Regions from separate parts of the Xenopus laevis genome. Here region 1 is linked to region 2. The links are chromatin contacts, called in public Hi-C maps. All regions are on one chromosome and are shown on one strand. The core of a region is the stretch at or near the end of the contact, and the rest is flanking DNA. Distances in the headings are between cores, read along the strand shown. Region 1 has its middle 24 kb from the start of ramp1.L. Region 2 has its middle 33 kb from the start of sh3bp4.L.

The links. Hi-C and Micro-C count contacts between places; a contact is called where the count stands out from the background.
Region 1: a contact with region 2 is called in a Hi-C map of the XTC cell line, with 7 times the contacts expected there. The contact joins two enhancer-like sites. A contact is called at or near these places in 2 of 4 Hi-C or Micro-C datasets (the XL177 cell line and the XTC cell line).

Annotation. Positions count from the first base shown.
Region 1 is chr9_10L:83,786,787-83,790,338 of Xenopus_laevis_v10.1, forward strand. No RefSeq gene overlaps it. Among protein-coding and RNA genes, the nearest start is that of ramp1.L, 24 kb to the right of the region's middle. Within about 2 kb of position 1,430, at least 1 of the 7 cell types and tissues checked has an H3K27ac peak or open chromatin away from gene starts, as enhancers often do.
Region 2 is chr9_10L:83,714,346-83,717,589 of Xenopus_laevis_v10.1, forward strand. No RefSeq gene overlaps it. Among protein-coding and RNA genes, the nearest start is that of sh3bp4.L, 33 kb to the right of the region's middle. Within about 2 kb of position 1,751, at least 1 of the 7 cell types and tissues checked has an H3K27ac peak or open chromatin away from gene starts, as enhancers often do.

The DNA of each region.
Region 1 (3,552 bases), core at 180-2,679, 72 kb after region 2:
GCATTGCTGTGGCTCACTAAACCTTGCTTCTATATACACTTGCTCCAATCTGGAAGGGATTTAAAGGAAAACTATACCCCCCAAACAATGTAGGTCTCTATTAAAAGATACTGAGTAAAACAGCTCATGTGTAAAACCCTGCTTCATGTAAATGAACCATTATCATAATAATATACTTTTTTAGTAGTATGTGCAATTGGGTAATCATAAATAGAAAATTGCCATTTTAAAAAATAAGGGCCGCCCCCTGAGATCGTACGATTCACTGTGCACACATACAAACCACATGTAAGGTCACATGAGCCAATTAACAGACAGAGTTCTGCCTTTTGCTTCCTCACTTCTTCCTGTTACAGTTAGTGTTGTAGTATTTCTGGTCAGGTGATCTCTGAGGCAGCACAGATAGAGTCACGAAATGGTGGTTCAAGGCAAGAGATGTAAAAGGGCAATATTTATGTAAATATATATTCCAGTTTGGTAAGATTCTTTAATATGTCATTCAATTTGATATAAACTATCTGTTGCTTAAGTATTCATTTTGGGGGTATAGTTTTCCTTTAAGTGGAAGATTAAGGACACAATATGTTTTGGTTTTTTTGAATCCACCAATGTAGTCTTGATACAGAAACACAAACTGGGAGTCTAGGAGAACTCTAGGAAAAATGATGGCAGCATGACTAATGTCTAACATGCTTAATATAAGCAATGATTACTGTACCTGGCTAATTAGAAGTTTGATGGTACTCTATGCAGTCATAGCAAAGCATTGTACTACTTCATTGTTGGTAACCCTATTGACTTTATGCAACCTATTTTGTGGTAATTTAATTGTTTTGGCTGATGCACATGATCTAAAACTTGGTATATTCAAACTGTTTTGTGACCACAGTTGTCCATGAAATGACTCCTGTGCTAGATTTCTATATTTTGCTATATGTGTTTTCTAATTAAACCCATTTTATTTGCAACCTTAATCTGTCTCTGTGGTTAATAATACAGATGAATGCAAAAGCTTGGGCATGAATCAGTGTATTGATCATATTGTTAATATAGTGATAGAGATAGGAAAAAACTACTGTATCTACAAGTGAACAACATGTTTTAAAAGAGCTAGGGTAGGATATAAGCAGTCACCCAATGTTTGCCATACAATTGTAACGGTTAAAGGAAAATTAAAGGCTAAAAAATATTTTTGCTGGAAATACTGTATTTTATCATTTGAACTTACTGTAACAGCCCAGATGTCCCTGTAATAATGATACATGCTTTCAGCTTTTCAGTTGTTGATCATGTTGTGCCCTATTATTCAATGCCATTGGCTAGACTCAGCAAGCTGTTGATGTGAGTATACGCAGAGTATATCTGTGTGCTGGTGTTGCCAGTTTCTTAGAAACCAGTGTCTATACATGTCGATCCATAATGGGAGCAGGACACTTGCACTGAACCATAAGCAGCTGAGGACCCCTAGTGATGGATACGTGACACTGACATACGATACATAGAAATGAAAAAGAACTGAAGGCAAATAAAGAATGATATGATGCAAGAAGCCAGTAATGGGCAGCAGTACAGAAAATGACAGTAAAAGAAATACCAAATGTACCATAGCCCTAACTAATAGAACCTATATCATAGACTACTCTTTATCTGTACAAACAGCTATTATATAAGGCTCCATTTACTTTGGATGTTACTGAACTTCAGCTGAATAACTTTATACCAAAATCAATAATACAGAGGCATTAACCATTAAAGGGATCCTGTCATTGGAAAACATGTTTTTTTCAAAACGCATCAGTTAATAGTGCTACTCGAGCAGAATTCTGCACTGAAATCCATTTCTCAAAAGAACAAACAGATTTTTTTAAATTAAATTTTGAAATCTGACATGGGGCTAGACATTTTGTCAATTTCCCAGCTGCCCCCAGTCATGTGACTTGTGCCTGAACTTTAAGAGAGAAATGCTTTCTGGCAGGCTGCTGTTTTTCCTTCTCAATGTTACTACTGAATGTCTCTCAGTGGGACATGGGTTTTTACTATTGAGTGTTGTTCTTAGATCTACCAGGCAACTGTTATTTTGTGTTAGGGAGCTGCTATCTGGTTACCTTCCCATTGTTCGTTTGTTTGGCTGCTGGGGGGGGAAGGGAGGGGGTGATATTACTCCAACTTGCAGTAAAGCAGTAAAGAGTGATTGAAGTTTATCAGAGCACAAGTCACATGACCAGGGGCAGCTGGGAAATTGACAATATGTCTAGCCCCATGTCAGATTTCAAAATTGAATATAAAATAATCTGCTCTTTTGAGAAATGGATTTCAGTGCAGAATTCTGCTGGAGCAGCACTATTAACTGAGTTATTTAAAAAAAAAAAAAAATTCCCATGACAGTATCCCTTTAACTTTTTAACCAAATACATTTTAATAACCAAAGGTGAAAAGTTATCTAAGGCTAATGTTACTAGGGCACATTTTAGCCATAGGTATTTCGGCAAACTAAAATGTACATGAGATTGTCTTTCATTTTCAGTCTGAAAAGTATTCATTCCTGCTCTTCTGTGAAAGATGATCAACAAGTGCTTTTTAGTTGAATTAAATTTGCCAGGCTGAAAAAACACCCCATGTGCCATAACCTAAGCACACCAGTGTAAAAAAAAAAGTATCATACATAGAAGACACCCATGACATAATGCCCTTGAAGTAAAAACCACACACAATGGGTTGCACTGCTGTATTCCATAGTGCAAGTGCAGAAAGTATGTTTGAGAGAGCTGATGAAAAGCCCAGCACTGTGTTACAATTTGTGTTTCAGCAAGACAAGGAACATGTTTCAGCAAAAAACACCCCTGTAATATAATGGTAAAAATCCTATTCAGACTTGATTTTGGGTTTTTGCTTAGAATTCCTTTTACAGCAATGCCAAAAGACAAAAGTGCAGCACTGTAGGTTGATAAACAATGTGGTGAGCAGTATAGACAGTAGGAAGGCCAAAACATCCAGGGAATGGTACTGAATCCAGTTCAAATCATGAGTTCAAAAATGATCTAAAGGCCAAAACTAGAGGTTGGTAGAAGAGGCACTTCCTTTGCCAACAACCTAGTAAAATTATATTGTTGGCAGGGACAGGGTTATAAAACCTTAGCCATATTTTCTGCTTGCATACTTCCTGGCAGACATAGATCTTTCTCCTTCCATTATTTTATATGATTCTAACTTGTTTTTGCTCTTTACAAAACAAAGAGTCAATGTTCTGAATTACCCTTTTTACTTATACCATAACCCTGCATTCTAATTATCTGTTTATACAAGAAGGGTATGGCTAAGTGTCACAAAGGGTTTATAACGCAGGCAGAGAAAAGCTGATCCACTTCCATCTGCTCCTTTTTAGCAATGTAGATATTTTAAAAATATAGCCATGAACAAATGTATCTCATTCTACCTTTGTACAGTCCTCCCAAAATAAGGACAATGATTGTTCTTGTTAAAGGGATACTGTCATGGGAAAAAAAAAAATTTTCAAAATGAATCAGTTAATAGTGCTGCTCCAGCAGAATTCTG
Region 2 (3,244 bases), core at 501-3,000:
AATTTACACTTTAACCAGTATTTATTTAACCAGTACCTTAGTGGAAGCAAAACAAGCCTATTGGTTTAGTTAAATGGGTGATTCACCTTTAAGGTAACTTTTAGTATATTATAGAATGGATAATACTAAGCAAAATTTTAATTGGTCTTTAAAACCAATTGTTTATTTTTTATAGTTTTTGAATTATTTGCCTTCTTCTTCTGATTCTCTTTCACAAGGGGGTCACTGGCTCCATCTAAAAACAAATACTCTTTATGGCTACAAATGTATTGTTATTGCTACTCTTTAATGCTCATCTTTCTATTCAGGCCCTCTTCTATTAATATTCCAGTCTCTTATTCAAATCAGTGCATGGTTGCTAGGGTAATCTGGACCATAGCAATCAGACTGCTTAAATTGTAAACTGGAGAGATGCTGAATAAATATGTTTCTTTGACAACCACTTTAATCCAATATTTATAATTGTTGCACCACACAATTATGGGACAGCCATAGGCTAAAAGGTGCTACTTGAATATGATGTGAACTATATAAAAAGTGGAACACCTATTCAATGCCACAGTATGTTTTATTTGTGTCCAACAGAGGGCACCTGAGCTCTTTTTAACCCACACAGCAAAGGAATTGGCTACAAATTGTTTGAATCTTTCTGAGAGCTGTATGTGAACTAAATCTTTACTTGTTCTTAAATTAATATTGTATAATACCATAGGGCATCCACTAGAGAGCCTTTAGAATACAAAAAAGTGTAGTTGATTTAAAGTAGCGTGCCACTGCATGTTTCAGACCTGGCAGGGCCCTGCTTTAGGTACATGTTACAGAAAAATGGCCTTATTAAGTCCAAAAAGTTAATTGTAAAGAAATTGCAAGGCCACGAAATACTCAAATTATTTATGTGTGCAGTAGCCCTTCAGCAATATACTTTGTTCTCCATAATTAATGATTAATGATTAATGATGTCATCATCATTTCTGGTGTTCAGTGATGTCACTTATGTCGCACAACTCATCTAGGCATCTTCTTGCATTTATATGATCAAAAACTTCTTGGTGACTTCTTTATATTTTGCAGTAACAGGTTATTTTCTATATACATGTATATAGAGCATCTAAAAAGAATCATCAAGTCTAATTACCACAATATTTATTTTCACAGACCATGGAGACAAATGTAGCTCATAATCCTGAATCTAGGATACATTTCCACTGTGCTTATTATTTTCCTCTAACTTCAACTTATTTTTCTTTTAGAAAACAATTGATAAGAAAGCAGATGTATCATGGTTTAAATATGCCAAAAGCTTCCTGGTTTCCCTCTGAACGTGTGGATACTTGCATTGGAGACATTCTGTGCTTTACAAACAACATCATACTAGGCTTTACTTGAAATCATTAATCCACTAATTCAGTTTCAGCAATTTCCCATGTGTAGGTTGATTCATATCAAACTCATGAAAACAAAACACATTGAATGCAGCCTGGAGATAGTGATAACATCTGGTCCAAAAACCATACAAGACTCCCTATGGCAAATAAAATCACACTGTAGAAGAGGTGAATTGTTCTTCTACAATTGTTTTGTAACACTATCTATTAGGTAGGTGAACAGCAAAGGATCATAAATAGTCAAACAGAAAAATGAACAACAATAGTGGGGAAACCTGAAACTGGAGATGGCCTTTCCATGATAAAAGGTTTGTCACTAAGAAGTGTGTAATGCAGATTCTTCTATTGTCCCATGGAACTTCCACAACTACAGTATCTACAGAACTGGACATGAACATCTCACCTATACAGGGAGGATCTGCTTCTCTGCACATAGGACTGGGCACGCACTAATTTGCCCATATTATACCCTCGCCCCCAACATTATAGAGAGCACAATTGGCTCAGTAATATTGTGATATTCTTCAGTAATGTGATCATTTGGAGGGATGTCTGAGCATTCACATTTTGTGCCATTTGGCTACAGGCATGGAGGTTGAACTACAGTTATTATGTGGACGAGAATGAACAAATGCCTATTAAAGGCACATTACATTATAGATAGTAAATAATGCACACCTAATGTAAAATATATGGATATCATATGGCTCATTTATGACCACAGGTGCAGTTGTCCACTTTGTGACTGCAACAACACTGTAATTTTGGGGGAAATACAACATTATGGGGGCGGGGGCATGGAAATTGCACTCAAAATTGCACATAAATTAGCCCTGTTATGTCACTGACACATTCAGTGACCATATAAAGGTGCTGGTTTTTGTGTGAGTTGTAGTTGCATAATTTTGGGCTCATGGCATTACAATTGCATTAGCATGTGATTCTTTTTTCCAAGTCTGCAAGCCTTTATGGAAAATCAGGTTTAATTCAGAGACCACTTTAATTTCCTTTTATTATTACCATTTTTACATACTTTAGAATGGTTGTGGCTATTTATTCATATAAGCTCTATATTTTTTGCCTGTAAAAAAAATAACAACAATATTTGCTTATTGACTGCATGTATATTACCAAGTTCTTGATATATACATTTTATGCATATTCATTAGTAAAACAGGCTGGTTGAGAGCAAAGGCTATGGGCTAGTCAGAACCTGGTGGAGTAAAGTGAATCCTGACACACCTAAATCAAAGCGCTGTGTGTGTGGTTTTGTTCTAGTGAATACAGTGGTGCAGCTCTACAGTTATGGATCCTATGGAAAAATGTGTTAAACCAACCCAAACCGTAAGTGTGTAAAATGGACACCCAAATTAATCTGGACCACACTAGGCCCACTTTATACCTGGCCTCTTAGAAGCCACTGGGTCCGTTAACCTTACTGTTAAACCCTGAATACCATGTAAATCACCTATGGGAAATTAAATAACATGACATGACCTACCAGTTTCTTATTTATATATATAGTGTAACTTTGTCCTTATCTGCTGCCATTATATAAAAAGTTGAGTATGTTCCTTCACTTAAGGTATATCTCCAGGCAGCACTGAATCCCTACAAGAGTTGGCTAGAGTTGATTTGGAAACATAATTACAAAAATGTGTTCTAGCTCGATGTACTGTGAAGTCTGAACAGGAATAGGGGAAAATGCAGGGGTTTATTGTGATTTGCAACCATACACGGTATTACATTAGCAAGGAGTTTTGGCTGGCCTATATTGATTAGGATACTGGAAAATAAATCCTGTTTGGGTGCAAAAATCCAATTATATTTCCAGATAAGATTCAGTTGTGTTCCTGCAG